5 separate regions of the Mus musculus genome follow, and regions 1, 2, 3 and 4 are each linked to region 5. The links are chromatin contacts, called in public Hi-C, HiChIP or PLAC-seq and promoter capture Hi-C maps. All regions are on one chromosome and are shown on one strand. The core of a region is the stretch at or near the end of the contact, and the rest is flanking DNA. Distances in the headings are between cores, read along the strand shown. Region 1 holds the start of Akap10 (A kinase (PRKA) anchor protein 10). Region 2 holds the start of H2aw (H2A.W histone). Region 3 holds the start of Ttc19 (tetratricopeptide repeat domain 19). Region 4 holds the start of Ulk2 (unc-51 like kinase 2). Region 5 holds the start of Smcr8 (Smith-Magenis syndrome chromosome region, candidate 8 homolog (human)).

Region 1 (2,953 bases), core at 105-2,604, 1.2 Mb after region 5:
TGCATTCCCCCCCTTAAAAAACAAGCACCACAACACTGTCAACCTAGGTACATTAACAACTCCAGAGATATTAAGACACTTTACTGATAAAGCTTCCTATTATTTACCAGTTTCATTCATTCCCTCACCTAGCATCAACAGACAGCCTCAGTCCTATGAGGCCTTTAGGAATCATCTGATTCTCAGCTGGAAAAAAAGTGGGTTAACCGGCTGTTTCGGGTTACAGAGTTTATGAAAAAGCTATCACGTGAATACAAGTCTGATTTGGTGTTATGTTTAAAAAAAAAAAAGTCTGTCTGATACATCTTCTCAGTAAGAATGAAGAGATACAACCACCTCCACCTAAAGAGATTTGATTGATCAATTTGTGTATGTATATTTAATGAAATACCATAACCCTTTCCAGGATCAAAATCACCTTGCCTCTACTTTAAAAACTAAGTAAGCTTTTACAACTGGACATCCGAAATCTAAGTAGTTCGTTTATAGTAGCAGCAACGGTCTCAATAATTAGTAAAGTTGCTCAATCATCAAAAGCAGTAGTCTTCTGAATACGGAACTTCAGTAGTAAGAAATTTTATTTTAGGAATAACAGTGGGCCCCCTTCCGCTCTCCACCCCCGCCCCCAAAAGAGGAAACTAGAAAATAGCGCTAGTTGAAGAAATAACAGTTGCACGTGGTTTTAGGTATAACCCCCCCCCCCCAATATTCGGAAAAGTCAAGACTTCCTATAAGTAAAGGGATTTCCTTGATCTTCATCCACAGTGCGCGCGTGGATCACACACACATACAAACCTCCAGAAACCAAACACACCAGGAAAACCTTTTCTTTAGCCAACAGGTGTTAATTTCTATGGGTTTAAGCAGACACTTTTGGCCCAAAGCGACAATGCCCCTCGACCTCGCTTGAGGAGGCCACCTTCTTCCCTGCGGAGTCCCGGGCAGCACACTGCACCGCGGGTGTCGGCGCCGAGGCCGAGCGGCTCATCGAGAGCCTCGCGGCCGCCCTGACAAAACCCTTGCAGGTTTGCTGCCCCACCGCTGCCCGAGACCCGGCTCACCCCCCGCCGGCGACCCCTCGGCTACCTTTCCGCCGGAAGAAGGACATGGCGGGGCCCGGGTCGGGGCGGAGGGCGCGGGGGGAGTGTCGCGGGGAGGGCCCGGCTCCCCTCATTCAGCAGCTGGCCGGGACTTCCGGGGCCGCAGGAGCCGCTGCACTAGTCCGAAAACAGCCCCTTCTTCCGGGTGTGGGCGCTGCCGCCACCTCGGGATGCCCCGGCAGCTGCTGCCGCCATGTTATCAACAAGCCACCCGCTTAGAGTTCCGGTCCGTCCGCGCGCGGGGCTTCACGGGAGGCCCCGGCCCCGCCTCCTCCTGCGCACCTCCTCCCGCGGGGCCGGGGCGCGCGCCCGCTCAGCCCACGTGACCTGGCGTCCTCGAGTCCGCGAGCCCTTCCCCCTGGAGGCTTCGGATGACAGCGTCTCTTTGCTGAACCTCCTCCTCTTCGGGAAGCCCCCGCCAGCACTGCTGCGCAGCCTTTTCGCGGAATCTTGCTAAATGCCGCAGGCTGCTTGGCAGCTTTACCCTGCCAGGTCCCCGGGGGATGCAGGCGAGCCTGCAGGACGAGGAGCTGCTCTTATGTAGCTCCCGAAGCTCCCTCCCTCAAAGTGACCTCAGGAAGGAAGGAGAAAAAGAGTGGTAGGCTCATTTTCAGATGAAATCCCTACAGATGCTCAAAACAGAAAGAGCCAGCAACCTGAGCCTCAACAGAGGGCTATTTCTTCCGTTCTTATTCGAAAGCCACCTTCCTATAAATCTTCTGGCTTTCTTAAAGCTTACCCACCTTTAGCGCCCTGGATGGATGGCCACTATAGCTACAACTACTGTCAAAAGCGAACCAGGAACTCGTGATGCACACAGTTGCTGATTTTTATGTTGGATCAGCAAAGTCTACCTGAGACAGAAGGAAAAACAAGTGCAGAAGCGGCAACTTGCCTGATTATTCGGTGTGTTAAAACAGGAACTAAGTAAAGCCTGGAGTCTTAACCATATTATTAGAGCAGGTTAATAAGTTTGCTAGTTTTGTTTCCAAGCCTGTTTGCTAAATGATGAAAAACCATCATAGCTAAACTTATTTATAACATCGTGCACAGATACCATACTAAACCCTCCAGGTTAGTAACAGTCTTTAAACTTGCTCTTGGTATGGAGGAAACTAGGCCAGCTTTCAAGGTCACGCTGGGCAGGAACTGAAAAGGAGAGCAGGGCTGTGGTTGCCCCATGTGAGGTAATGGTGTGGAGGTCTGAGATGATTTGGAAATGAATATTACACTCTGGGCATACCCCTCCCCTATTCCCACCCACTGCCCACCCTTGAAAACCTTTCCTTGCCTAAGAATATTAAGGCAAGCCAGGGGAGGTGCTCTGGTGGTGAAAGCCTTTAACACACTTGGAAGGCAGAAAGAAGCCAGTGGATCACTGAGTCCCAGGTCAGCTTGATTTACTTAGGGAATTTTAGGCCAAGGTGAGACTGTGTCTCAAACAGATAAAAACAAAACAAGGCGTTGAACGATGGCTTAGCAATTAGGAGCACAGACAACACTTGCAAAGGATCCACAGTTAGAGTATCTACTCTGTTCTTAGGCAGAATGGGTGGTGTGTCTTACATTATTCCTTTGCCTTTCCCTTCTGGAGTTCCAGTCTTGGCAGAGACTGTTTTGTATTTGTTAACTATTGGTTAGCTGATCAGGGCAGGAGGAACACCAGACGAATGAGTGAGAAAAATCCCTTAAATGAGCAAAAAGTCAATGGGGTTGAGGGGAGGGCTCTGGCTCCATTAGGATTTCTAGAATCCTTACTCATTCTCTCAGGCTAAATAAACATAAATCAGTGTTGAGGAAGTGTTTTTCAACTCAATTTCCAATGAGGTTTATTCTTTGAGCCCCCCCTACCA
Region 2 (2,907 bases), core at 57-2,556, 1.8 Mb before region 5:
AAAATTTTTAATGACGTTCTCCAAATAAATGCTGAGTGTGGATTATTCTTTTACTAATGCTTCACAGAAAATTATGCAGCTTTAGGGGAACAACTCTTGCTCAAAACAACGGAACTCTTTCCCACCTCCCATCCCCTAACCACTGAAACTGCTTGCTGGCAGCTCAGGCTAATTACATCCTAGCTCCTGCACACAGGCTTTGCGGTGTGCCGCCCCTCCCCCCGCCCCGTTTCCAGCATACTGCTAGTGCAGGGTTTATTGACATGATATAATGTCAGAATAGTTTTCAGGGGCTAAAGACGCCTCTCTATTCCAGAAAAGGATGGAAAGGGTGCTAAAGGGAACACAGATTCAGAGGCCACCAAGGGGGCCCACATCCAGAATACCACCTCACTGTGACCTCGCCCACCGAAACTTCAGGCTTGGGGAGAGGACTCACGCCCCTTGCCTGCTCCTGCAGCTGTCGTTCACACTCTACGCTTAGGAAGGGCAAAGCAGCCATACCCCCACATTTCTCGCTCAAAAATCGGACTTGGCCGCACCCAGTGTCAGGGAACGCCTCGGGCGCGTGGCAATCGTCAGTGGCCCGCACTGTGTTCAAGACCCTTTTAACGACTGTATGGGTGGCTCTGAAAAGAGCCTTTGAATTGAGGGCACCCTCGCCGCGCCTCACTTGGAGCTGGTGTATTTGGTGACTGCCTTGGTGCCCTCGGACACAGCATGCTTGGCCAGCTCCCCGGGCAGCAGCAGGCGCACGGCTGTCTGCACCTCGCGGGACGTGATGGTCGAGCGCTTGTTGTAATGCGCCAGGCGGGAGGCCTCGCTGGCGATGCGCTCGAAGATGTCATTGACGAACGAGTTCATGATGCCCATGGCCTTAGACGAGATGCCGGTGTCCGGATGCACCTGCTTCAGCACCTTGTACACGTAGATGGAGTAGCTCTCCTTGCGGCCCCGTTTGCGTTTCTTGCCATCCTTTTTCTGCGCCTTGGTGACCGCCTTTTTGGAGCCTTTCTTGGGGGCTGGAGCTGATTTGGATGGATCAGGCATAATGTCTAGTTGTACTACGGAAACGCGGACGCCCCTGTAGCAAGAATATTTGTATGCCTTGCATTCAAATGAAGGATCAGGCATCACTCCCTTTGATTGAATACAATTTTACATTACGTCATCGCGGGGTAAGGCATATGCAAATTAGGAAGGCTCCGCGTTCTTTTCTGATTGGTTCTTGTTGGCATCCAATAGGAAGGTGCAGTCTAGCCTCCCTCCTGATCATATATAAGAGCTTGCTGGCGCTTACGAATTCGTTTTCGCTAGGTTTCTTTTCTGTTTTTGCGTACTTTTGGTTATCAGTGGAAGATGTCTGGTCGTGGCAAGCAGGGCGGCAAAGCTCGTGCAAAAGCGAAGTCTCGTTCTTCCCGTGCCGGCCTGCAGTTTCCAGTGGGCCGTGTGCACCGCCTTCTCCGTAAGGGTAATTATTCGGAGCGGGTCGGCGCTGGTGCCCCGGTGTACCTGGCGGCTGTGCTAGAATATCTGACTGCTGAGATCCTGGAATTGGCTGGTAATGCGGCCCGCGACAATAAGAAGACGCGAATCATCCCGCGCCACCTGCAGTTGGCCATCCGCAACGACGAGGAGCTCAACAAGCTGCTGGGCCGCGTGACCATCGCGCAGGGCGGCGTCCTGCCCAACATCCAGGCCGTGCTACTGCCCAAGAAGACCGAGAGCCACCACAAGGCCAAGGGCAAGTGAGGCCCCTACCGGTCGTTAGTGCGACTTTTACAGACACCAAAGGCTCTTTTCAGAGCCACCCACAACCTCATTAGAAAGCGCTGTACACTGAGCCTGTCGCCAGTTACTGGCCAGGCCAGTTCTCCTGACTCCTTCCGTGCATTCCTGCATCCCTGTGCGGCGCTTGGGGAGCTCAAGGGAGACCAACGGCTTCATCTGCGGGTGGCCTGCGGGCCGTTGGAGGCGTTCGAGTTTCTCCCCACCACTCCGTGTCAGACACAAGGTTGCAGTTAACGTTCGTGTTTGGACATTAAGGGGATACTTAATAATAGAAATTAGTATAAGGTTCTGGTTTAGATGCTAGTGTTTCTATTGAAACTGGGTTAAATTGACATGTTCAAGTCTTCCAGTTAGGACGGGGTTTTCAAAGGTTTCTGAGGGGAGACTTGGTATTTCAAATCTACTTGTTTATATAAATGTTCTGTTACAAGGCGATTTACAACTTTGGAGTTTTGCTGGTTTCCTTTGTGGGGGTGGGGAGCCGGTCTCTAGGCTGCTTCAGCCTGCTTAGTGGTAGGATTACAGATGAGCATGGTGGTCCTGCAGGCCTTTGGAACTGGTTAATCGGATCCACTTAAGTAGCTTAACCTTGGGGAGCAAAGTGATTTGTCAGGTTCTGGTTAAACTAGGTGTGAGAGTACAGCAGTGTCCTTTGTCATAAAGTTTAAAGCAGCATCATACTAAGGACATGCTTTTATAGATGATTGTGACTTCTTTAAGCAGCATGACGAATGGTTGAGTTACAGGTAAATCAGGAGCGTGGTTGGGAAAGGGAGAGGAGGGGGTTAAATGAGTTACCTTTAAATCGTTTTAAATGGCACAGAATTGGGCCTCTTCCCTGTTAACTGCTGTACACTATTTAAAATTTAACAATACAGGCCACGAAGACAGTTATATAATGTTTATTATATAATTTATATAGACTGTACTGAAACTGGATCTGTTCAAGCCTGGGCTCCTCAGACACCGTCTGTAACTACAGAGCTGCTCATAAAATACCAACGTCTTAAAGCCATTTGTCTAAGGATAAGCAATTTTCCTTAACGGTGAGTCTTAACAGAGTGATCAATAGACTGCGTATAGATTATACATCTGCAAATGGGTGGTCTCAGTAAA
Region 3 (3,019 bases), core at 303-2,802, 1.5 Mb after region 5:
AAAACTAAACAAGCTTAGAAAGCCGAGATGGTTATAATTCAGGGGAACCAAGTTACCCAGGAAAGGAAATCATAGCTTCTATATGGTCAAAATCATATACATGCAACCTGGACTTATATTCTGCACGGTTACCAAGGAAGATTGGGGATTAGAAAGGAATACCCAGACCCAATACTGAAAACTGCTCTACTGAAAAATAAACAGGAATTGAGAGTCTGCTCCTGTGTAAGGGGGCCCCTTCAGTTACTGGCATATGGATTAACCAACAGCCCTGTTCTGTAAAACTCATCTCGTTCCAGCATCTCAGAACATCTGTGGTCAAATCCTGGAAGCAAGACCTCACAACAGACTAACACCCCACAACTTCTTTGAAGTCAAAGCATGTTTGAATACCTGGTTGGCTGAATCTTTTACGTAAAAGACCAAAATGAGACTATTCGTTTACTTTTCTAGTCCCATTGAAGCAGTAACTCAAACCAGTTCACAGAGCACAATCAATGAACAATAGGAGTTTTGTGCTCTAATTTGGCTATCATTTAGAGAGGCTATTTTTGGGGAGAGTGCTTTAATTAGTCTACACTTCAAAAGCACCCCCCACCCCACCTCCAGTTTTTTGAGATAAAGTCTCCAGCAGCCCAGTCTGGCCTAGCATTATGTAGCTGAGGTTGACCTTAAACTTTCCCTTTTTCTTTCTTTCTTTTTTTTTTTTTTTTTTTTTTTTTTGTCTCCACTTCCCAAGTGCGGAGACTACAGCCATGTGCCCAGTCTTGTGCGGTGGTGGGGAATCCACGGCAGCTCTCTACATGCCAGGCAAGCCTCTTTACCAGCCGAGCTGCATAGTAGATCCTCATTACTAGTTTTCCCCTTTTGGTAGATCCTCCTACTCTGGTGAGTAAGCAAAGATCATCCTTGGTCGGTCATTTTGTTGGAGACAGGCATAGGGCGACCTCTACAGGCCAGAGGGAAGAAGTAATTTTCAACTTCCCGATTTTTTTTTAAAGGTTTTGCCTCCCTGAATGTTTTTTAGTAAAATCTATTTACTAAACAAAGTAGTAAACAAGGGTATTATTTTTAAACTTTGCATCACGGATTGTGGATAAAGATTCTGAGTAACTCGAAATTGTCTACGCATCTGCCATTCCGCATCCCAGCCCTCGCCCACTCCTTGGATGTACCCAGTGGCTCTCTTTAAGTACCGGGGTTCCCGCACACCGGCTCGCACTCAGGGATCTGACGTCTAGTCACTCAAATCCCTCTATTTAGTTAAGCGATTTAAGGGGCCCAGGCTTCAGGGACATAACCATGCGGGGTAAGAATAAAAGCCCGCAGGCCGTACTTCTCGCGCTGTCTCGCACAGCGGCGGCCATCTCGCTCAGGAGCTCTTCCACCACCTCCGGGAGCGCGACCGCCATGGCACGCCGCCCGTCTTCTCTCCTCCCGGGCGCTGCGAACTTCACGCGCCCTGCAGGCCGGGGGCGGGGCGGGGCGGGACGAGACGGCGTGACGTCAGCATGCGTCATCGCGCATGCGGACTGGCGGGGCGTCCCGGGCCAGCCGTGGCTTAGTGGATCTCTGAGGGAGGACCCGTCGGCATGTTCCGGTTGCTTCGCTGGCGTCTGGGTCGAACCCTGCTGCGGGCCGCGGGCCGGCGGTGTGGGGGTTGTACGGCGCGCCTGCTGCCGGAGCGGACGGGCGACGCGGGGACGGGCGCGGAGCGGCTGCGGACCCGAGGCGCGCCGGCGCGGGGGCACGGGGTGCTGCCGCTGTTGGCAGGTGAGCGGTGCGCTCCGGGCGGGGCCGGCCCGGCGGGGGCGGGGACGCGGGCACGGGCCGGTCCCGGTGACCTCTGAGCCGCTTCTCGCAGCTCTCGCCTGGTTCTCGCGACCCGCGGCGACGGCCGAGCAGCCGGGAGAGGACGCGTCAGACGAGGCGGAGGCCGAGATCATCCAGCTGCTGAAGCAAGCCAAGGTGAGGGGCTCGACCGGGCGCGCGCGCTCTCTGCTCCGGTTTCCCGAGGCCTGGATGGATTGGCCCTGGGTGGAAGGTTGGGATCCATCCAGACTGGTCCAGAGCGAATCCTGCAGCAGAATCGCTGCAGTTGTGAGTGCAGGTGGAGACCCTCACATTTCCTTTATTTATTTATTTATTTTGTCCAAACGTATTGATTGAGGATGTTTTGCGAGGGTGGCTTTAATCAGCTAACCTCCAAGCCGAATGACATTTTGTTCATAGACTATGAATGACGCCCCGAAAATGCAATTTAGTATCGTTTATGCCTATTGGTTTGCGTCTAAATCTGTTTCTCCACATCCTTTTTTTCCCCCCTCCAGGTTTATTTCATCTCTTCCTACGGGTTCAATATCGACTTAATGCCAACAACGTCCAGATTTGTGTTCAGACTGCAGTGTGTCATTGACATGCTGTCTCTATTGCAAGGCCACAGCTATCTCTCAGATTTAGCATGCCCGGGACTAAGCACTTTTTCTTAAATTCCTTCCCCCCAAATATGGCTTTAACAGTGTTCTCTCTATCACCTAAAAAATTAAGCCTAAAAAATCATAGTGGTTCCTCAGGCGGACCCCTGTGTTTGAAACCAGCTTGCTCTACAAAGCAAGTCCAGGACAGCCAGGATTCTGTTACACAGAGAAACCCTGTCTCAAAAAAGAGGAGAAAAAAAAAAAAAAAAACAGAAAATAATCATAATTGTTCTTAAAGTGTGTTGTTGATAATTCCCAGTTACAGCAGTAAACACAGTTGCCATCAAATCCAGAACACTTCTCAAATCGCCTGCCCTCTTTTTCCATTCCCTCTTTTCCCCCAGTTTTCCTCACACAGGTCCTGTTCTCTTGCCCCAACCGCAGTCCTTTCTCCGTGTAGCAACCTGAGTGATGGTTTGAAAATGTAAATCAGATTGTAGTAGTGCTTTCTTGTTTGACAGCTGAGTGACTTCTCCCTGTACCTGTGAGAAAACACAAACCCCCTGTCAGAGGCTGCAGGGCTGGAAGTGATCTAAGCCAGC
Region 4 (3,038 bases), core at 62-2,561, 1.1 Mb after region 5:
CCAAAGCTTTTTTTTTTTTTTTTAATTACTTCCAGTCTCAATGTGCCTTCTCAAATTCTTTAGATTCTATAACCTCGTGTGACCTATTTGCGAAACAGTGGCTTGGAAAAAACAAAGAAACAACAAAAAAAAAAACCCAAACAACTGAGGTTTGAACTTGCATCTACGTTGTATTATTAGGTTAGGGTCCAACTACCTTTGTCACTTATTTCCTCTAACTCAAAAAGGGGAGGGATACTACAAAGCTCCCCCAGACACAGAGGAACGTGATAGTCTGAGAAAGCTTCAGACTAACGGGAAACGCGCCCGTTTTCCGCTGGGTGTGCAATTATCCACGGTAAAGGTGACAAGCTCCGGAAAGCCCGGGGCAGGGAGAAGGGACAAAGGTCCACCGACCCATAGTATGGACAAGCACATTACACTGTGCAAACACTGGAGTCCTAGTCGCTTCGGGACCAGTGGCTTCTCTGAGCAGCAAGTCCCCGGGCGCACCTCGGTTACCCAGCACACTGTCAGGGAAGAACATCAGTGGCTCTGCGCCCGTCGGTAGGTGGAGCTCAGCCTAGCGGCTCTGGCCTCCAAAACAAACCCTGCGACAGTGACAGCAAGCACAAAGGCAGGCAGGCCCGGGGAGCCCTGCCCAGCGGCCAGGACCGGGGCGCTGGCTCCCCAGTTTCGCACCAGACAACGGGCCGGCGGCGCTCACCTGGCGGTGCCGCCCCCGGAAGACCACAGCGAAGGCCCCGTGTCCCACGAGGTCCCGCTTGCAGTACTCGAAGTCGCCCACCACCTCCATGGCCGCGCCCCCGGGACATAGAGCGCTAGGGTGGGCAGGCGTGGCGGAGAACCGGGATCAGCACCGCGGGCCCGAGGGCCCCAAGCACGCCCGCGGGCGGCGGGACAGGGGCAGCCACGGCCCCGGGCCCGGATGGACACTCATGCCGAGAGGCCGGAGCGGAAACGGGACGGGCCGCCGCGCGGAGCCGGGGTCAGCGAGGCCTGGGCCCGGTCGCTTCTCATGGCCCGGGCCGCCGTCGGCCGCGGGGCTCTAGCCAAGCGGCCTGGGCACTGCCCGGCCGAGGGCACCGCCGCCGTCACTGGGCGTACCCGGAGCTACCCGCGCGCCTGACAGCGGTGCAGGGCCGGGGCCGCGCCATCCCCGCAGGTGCGGCTGCCTCCGCTTGTTGCGCCCGCGGCGCTGCTGTGTAGCGGCCGCCGCCCTGGAACCCGCACAGCCGCGGTGGCGGCTTCTGCCTGCTTCGCGGGAGCGCCCAACGCACGCGCGCGCGCCGGCCGCTCCGCGCCGACTACCGGCCCTGTGCGACGTCAGCGCGTCTTGTAGGACGATGCGCCCCAGTCCTGCTCCCTCCGCCGAGAAAAGGAGTGCGCACCCCGGGACGCGGCGCCAGGCACCGGGGCGAGTCTGCAGTCACTGGAGCGAGTTGGCGAGCAGGGGTGTGGGGAGGAGGCCGCGGCTGCTTAGGAACGGGCGGCGGGCTCGGCTCCGCTCGGCTCGGCGCCCGCGGCTAGCTAGAGCCCGCCACGCCCTGACCTGAAGCCACCCTCTAAGAGGCGGATCTTGAACTCCGGCCCCGGGAGTCGCTGAGGCGGTGCAGACACTGGAGACAAAAACTCCGGGAGCTGCCTTTCAAATCCAGACCGCAAACTGCTAGACAACCCACCTAAGGGATAGGGTCTGACTGGAACCTGCGCCTTCTGGGGGTCTCTAGACTTCTGAGGGAGGCTCAGAACCTCCTTTCTAAGGAGGCGCTTCATCACACCAGTCAACTACCAGTTTGCCTCGGGCTTTTTTTTTTCCTCGGATTGTTTAGGTGAAAAATGATAGTCAACTTTTGCTCAAGAAAGCATTACAAAGCCATGGTAAACAATATGTGTGACCCCATACCTAAGTGTGTGTTCAGGTTTGGGGATGTTGCTGTCAATTTCATCGCCTGCCCCTGAAACAACTCCTCTCACCTCTCTCACTTCTCTCACCTCTCCCTCTCTGTCTCTGTCTCTCTCTCCTCTCTTCTTCCTCCTCCTCCCCTCCCCCCTCTGATTTTACTTTTATGTGTATGGGTGTTTTGCCTGCATATATGTGCACCACGAGTGCACCTAGTGCCTGCAGAGGCCAGACCAGGGTGTCGATCTGAAACTGCAATTACAGATAGCTATGAGCCACAATGTAGGTACTAGGAATCAAACCTGAGTCCTCTGGAAGACTAGCCAGTGCTCTTAACCACTGAGCCGTATCTCCAGCCAGCCCTCTGGAACTCATCTTGACAAACAGGTAGAAGCCCTAAAAACCTTCAGCTTTGAGACAGGTCAGGAATCTGAAAGCAATGTCTCTAGTCCATTTTCTTTTCCTAAAAAAAGAATACCACAGACTCAGTAAGTCCATTTTCCATTGCTAGAACAAAATGCCCCAGGCTTGGCACCTTATAAAGAAATGAGATTTATGCAGCTCACAGTTTTGGAGGCTGACACCCCAAACAGCAAAGCACCAGCTCTGACAAGGAGCTCATGAAAAAAGGCTTCACAAGGGACTATGGGACAGAAAGAGATCACAGGGCAAAGAAACCAGAGACTGAGAAGGGACCAGTGTTACGACTGTATAACAACTCACTTTTGAAAGAACCCGTATCACAGTCTCTCAATTCAACTTACTTCTTGCCACACGGAGGACCAAGCATCCACCACAGGAAACTTTGAGGAACACATTCAAACCATCCAAACCATAGCAGTAAAGTAAAAATTGTTTTCTTAAGCACAGAAAAATCTTGTCTTGAAATACCAAACAAACAAACAAACAAACAAACACCAAACACTAGAAAACAAAAAGTTTTTAAAAGATGTATTTATTATTATATCTAAGTACACTGTAACTGTCTTCAGACCCACCAGAAGAGGGTGTCAGATCTCATTATGGATGGTTGTAAACCACCATGTGTTTGCTGGGATTTGAACTCAGGACCTCTGGAAGAACAGTCAGTGAGTGCTCTTAACTGCTGAGCCATCTTTCCAGCCCCCCCCCTTTT
Region 5 (3,116 bases), core at 384-2,883:
CTTAGGTTCGATTCCCATATCTCACATAGTGGCTCACAACCAGATCTGATACCCTTTCTGGCCTCGGTGGGCATGTGTCTGATACACAGGCATACATGTAGGGAAAACACCCATAGACATTAAAAAATAAAAGAGAGAGAGATCTAAGCAGTAGTTAGGCTGAATGTCAGTCTGTAACCCCAGTACTTAGAAGACAGAGGCAAACAGATCTCCATTGTTCAAGGCCAGCCTGATCTACTTAGCAAGTTCCAGGACAGCCAGGGCTACATCGTGAGACCCCTGTCTCCAAAACAGAAAAGAAAAAATTATTACTCAAAGACATTTTTAAGAGGTGAAGTAGTTAGGGGCCAGCGCCCACCTAACCTTGGCTCCCCCTTCCGGGTATTTTAAAACTGGAGGCAGAGGTCTGGAGATCCAACTGTTTGCAAAGAAAAGGGAACAGCTCCTAGGAAGGGCCTCCAGCTGAATGATAACGCAACAGTCCTTGGGGTTTTACCCTTCTCACCTCCGTTTTGTCAGGAGACAATCCTATCTTTCGTGTATCTTAGAATCAGTCTATAGGAGTAGTAATTGACTTCTCTAGTTCCTAAACCTAAGTGTTACCCCTAGGGTGCCACCACCCTAGTCACAGGGTCTGCAGAAGGCAGGGACAGGATTCCATAAGTAAGGCTTGAACGCCAAGATAAAGGAGTTGGTTACCGCTTTCCAATACTACTGAACTTGTGATTGACCAAGGAAGAGTTTTAAAATACACGTGTTCTCACACTCCAGACCCAAAGAAGGGAGAGCAATGCTCCACTGGTATGTGAGCCGAGCAGACAGATCCGGCGAGCAAAGGTCTATCAAAAGCGTGAAAAGGTTTTACATTTACAAAAAGCCTGAAGGCTAGGGAGAAACCGAGAAGTGAGGGCGGCCGGGAGGGGCCTCTCGCAAAATAGGCGGAGTCGCTTTCGCCCGGGCTCCCGGTACCCAACGCGCTGTCGGACTTTGTGGGCGTTCCTCAGGGAAGCAGAACCCAAGTGCTTCTTACCCGCCTCATACGCCCGTTGGACAGCAAGTCGGCGATCCCCTTGGCAGCGTCGTTTTTCTCCGCCACGCAGAGAACTTTTCGCACTCCTCGGAAGGCCACTTCCATGGCAGCGCGGGACAGGGCACGGCCTCCAGGCCGTCGGTGCCACTGAAACGCTAAGAGGGTGACCGGGAAGATCATTCCCTAGGTCCTGCTCCAGCAGCAACTCCACGGGTGCCCGTGCATGCTGGAGAACCCAGAGGAAAAGCCACGAGGAACTGTGAGAGCCACCTTAATAAATGCAGTTTTTCCAGGCAACTGCCGCCTCGATCAGAAACCCACACGTCCGAGTCTCGCTTAAACTCGCGCTCACAGACAACTTCCGCCCACTGCGCCACTAAGCAGCCTTGAACTACAACTCCCAGAATGCCTCATGCCCTGTGCACGTTCCTCCAACACCGTTTCTCCTCCTCCCTTCCACCCCACTGTATTCTACTTTCCTTTTCTTTATGACAATGGGTAGTTAACGGGACTTGTCCTCTGGAAGATCTGATTGGCAGGGCCTCTTAAAAGGCGCCACTAACTTGGAAGTCTGTGTGGGCGTTTCCGGGTCACGCGACGCTGATGCTGGGGAGTCATGTGATACCAAGATGGCGGTGCCGCGGTAGCTTCCCTGGGACAGTACGGTCCTAGGAGCGGCGACAGTTTCTGCCCTTAGGTCGTGGGGAGACTCATTTGACTGATTCTGCGGTAGCCCGTGGCGAGGATTAATGACACGATCAGAGCTGGGACTGTTGATGTCGCCGGTAGGTTCCGGGGAGTGCTGGTGACCTAGCTTCAGGAACCTTGCGCCGGCCCGGGCAAACGCTGGAGAATGGCCAGCCTCCGTCATCTGGACCTGCAGCTTTGGAGTTCATGAGGCTTGCCCAGGGCATCACAGGTCCCAAACCTTGAGAGTCTGCGGCAATTCGAGTTCTTCGTTGTGTGACAGGGCAGTTTAGGATCCCCGGAAGTGCAAAGAAGGCCGCAAGAACTTCGTTTTCGCATCCAGAGGCCTGACTCTCCCTCCGACCAACCCTACATTATTTTCCATTTCCTCTCAATGTGCTTGCCATATTTCAGGAAATATGATCAGCGCCCCTGATGTGGTGGCCTTCACCAAGGAAGATGAATACGAGGAAGAACCTTACAATGAGCCCGCTTTGCCTGAGGAGTACTCAGTCCCTCTCTTTCCTTATGCCAGCCAGGGGGCAAACCCCTGGTCTAAACTGTCTGGGGCCAAGTTCTCCAGGGACTTCATCCTCATTTCCGAGTTCTCTGAGCAGGTGGGACCCCAGCCCTTGCTTACCATCCCCAATGACACCAAAGTTTTTGGCACTTTTGATCTTAATTACTTCTCTTTGCGGATTATGTCGGTGGATTACCAGGCTTCATTCGTAGGCCATCCTCCCGGTTCTGCCTACCCCAAGTTGAACTTTGTGGAAGACTCTAAAGTGGTACTGGGAGACTCTAAGGAAGGGGCCTTTGCATATGTGCACCACCTCACCTTGTACGACCTGGAGGCCAGGGGCTTTGTGAGGCCCTTTTGTATGGCTTATATCTCCGCAGACCAGCATAAAATCATGCAGCAGTTCCAAGAGCTCTCGGCCGAATTTTCCAAAGCATCTGAGTGCTTGAAGATGGGCAACAGGAAGGCATTCGCTGGGGAACTTGAAAAAAAGCTGAAAGACTTGGATTACACAAGGACAGTGCTACACACAGAAACCGAGATCCAGAAGAAAGCCAACGACAAGGGTTTTTATTCTTCTCAGGCGATTGAGAAAGCCAATGAACTGGCCAATGTGGAGAAGTCCATCATCGAACATCAAGATTTGCTGAGGCAGATCCGCTCATACCCTCGTCAGAAGACGAAGATCCCTGACTTGCAGCCTGGTGATACAGAGCATACCCAGGATCAGGCTGACCAGGTATCCACTACCTCTAATCCTGAGGAGTCCGCTAATGCAGACCTTTATACCTGCAGACCGGCTTACACCCCCAAACTCATCAAAGCAAAGTCCACCAAGTGTTTTGACAAGAAGTTGAAGACCTTGGAGGAACTCTGTGA

The links. Promoter capture Hi-C pulls out the DNA fragments that hold promoters and counts their contacts. A called contact is a pair of places that touch in the nucleus more often than the background predicts. HiChIP or PLAC-seq counts read pairs in DNA pulled down with a chosen protein or histone mark.
Region 1: a contact with region 5 is called in a promoter capture Hi-C map of pre-B cells, with 2.2 times the contacts expected there. The contact joins the promoter of Akap10 here to the promoter of Smcr8 in region 5. A contact is called at or near these places in 2 of 39 promoter capture datasets (liver and pre-B cells) and 1 of 484 Hi-C or Micro-C datasets (B cells).
Region 2: an H3K27ac HiChIP or PLAC-seq map of bone marrow-derived dendritic cells shows a contact between it and region 5, with 14 times the contacts expected there. The contact joins the promoter of H2aw here to the promoter of Smcr8 in region 5. A contact is called at or near these places in 2 of 39 promoter capture datasets (embryonic stem cells and hippocampal neurons), 1 of 484 Hi-C or Micro-C datasets (B cells) and 1 of 115 datasets of contacts at active chromatin or transcription factors (bone marrow-derived dendritic cells).
Region 3: a Hi-C map of CD8 T cells shows a contact between it and region 5, with 5 times the contacts expected there. The contact joins the promoter of Ttc19 here to the promoter of Smcr8 in region 5. A contact is called at or near these places in 2 of 39 promoter capture datasets (cranial neural crest and liver) and 1 of 484 Hi-C or Micro-C datasets (CD8 T cells).
Region 4: an H3K27ac HiChIP or PLAC-seq map of microglia shows a contact between it and region 5, with 7 times the contacts expected there. The contact joins the promoter of Ulk2 here to the promoter of Smcr8 in region 5. A contact is called at or near these places in 3 of 39 promoter capture datasets (the 3T3-L1 cell line and liver), 3 of 115 datasets of contacts at active chromatin or transcription factors (bone marrow-derived dendritic cells, large pre-B cells and microglia) and 1 of 9 other capture datasets (liver).

What each region holds. Positions count from the first base shown.
Region 1 is chr11:61,928,903-61,931,855 of GRCm38.p6, forward strand. Akap10 (A kinase (PRKA) anchor protein 10) reads right to left here and starts at 1,355. Exons shown (of 15, transcript NM_019921.3): 1 at 1,087-1,355. The coding sequence starts at 1,174.
Region 2 is chr11:58,953,379-58,956,285 of GRCm38.p6, forward strand. H2aw (H2A.W histone) reads left to right here and starts at 1,307. Exons shown (of 1, transcript NM_178218.4): 1 at 1,307-1,814. The coding sequence starts at 1,360. The coding sequence ends at 1,752. It also overlaps the pseudogene H2bu1-ps and a transcript of Trim17 not described here.
Region 3 is chr11:62,279,921-62,282,939 of GRCm38.p6, forward strand. Ttc19 (tetratricopeptide repeat domain 19) reads left to right here and starts at 1,553. Exons shown (of 10, transcript NM_028360.2): 1 at 1,553-1,773; 2 at 1,865-1,968. The coding sequence starts at 1,593. Zswim7 (zinc finger SWIM-type containing 7) reads right to left here and starts at 1,475. Exons shown (of 5, transcript NM_027198.1): 1 at 1,337-1,475. The coding sequence starts at 1,412.
Region 4 is chr11:61,853,781-61,856,818 of GRCm38.p6, forward strand. Ulk2 (unc-51 like kinase 2) reads right to left here and starts at 1,312. Exons shown (of 27, transcript NM_013881.4): 1 at 707-1,312. The coding sequence starts at 796.
Region 5 is chr11:60,775,892-60,779,007 of GRCm38.p6, forward strand. It overlaps Smcr8 (Smith-Magenis syndrome chromosome region, candidate 8 homolog (human)), which reads left to right and starts at 1,634. Exons shown (of 2, transcript NM_001085440.1): 1 at 1,634-3,116. The coding sequence starts at 2,137. Top3a (topoisomerase (DNA) III alpha) reads right to left here and starts at 1,474. Exons shown (of 19, transcript NM_009410.3): 1 at 1,031-1,474. The coding sequence starts at 1,210.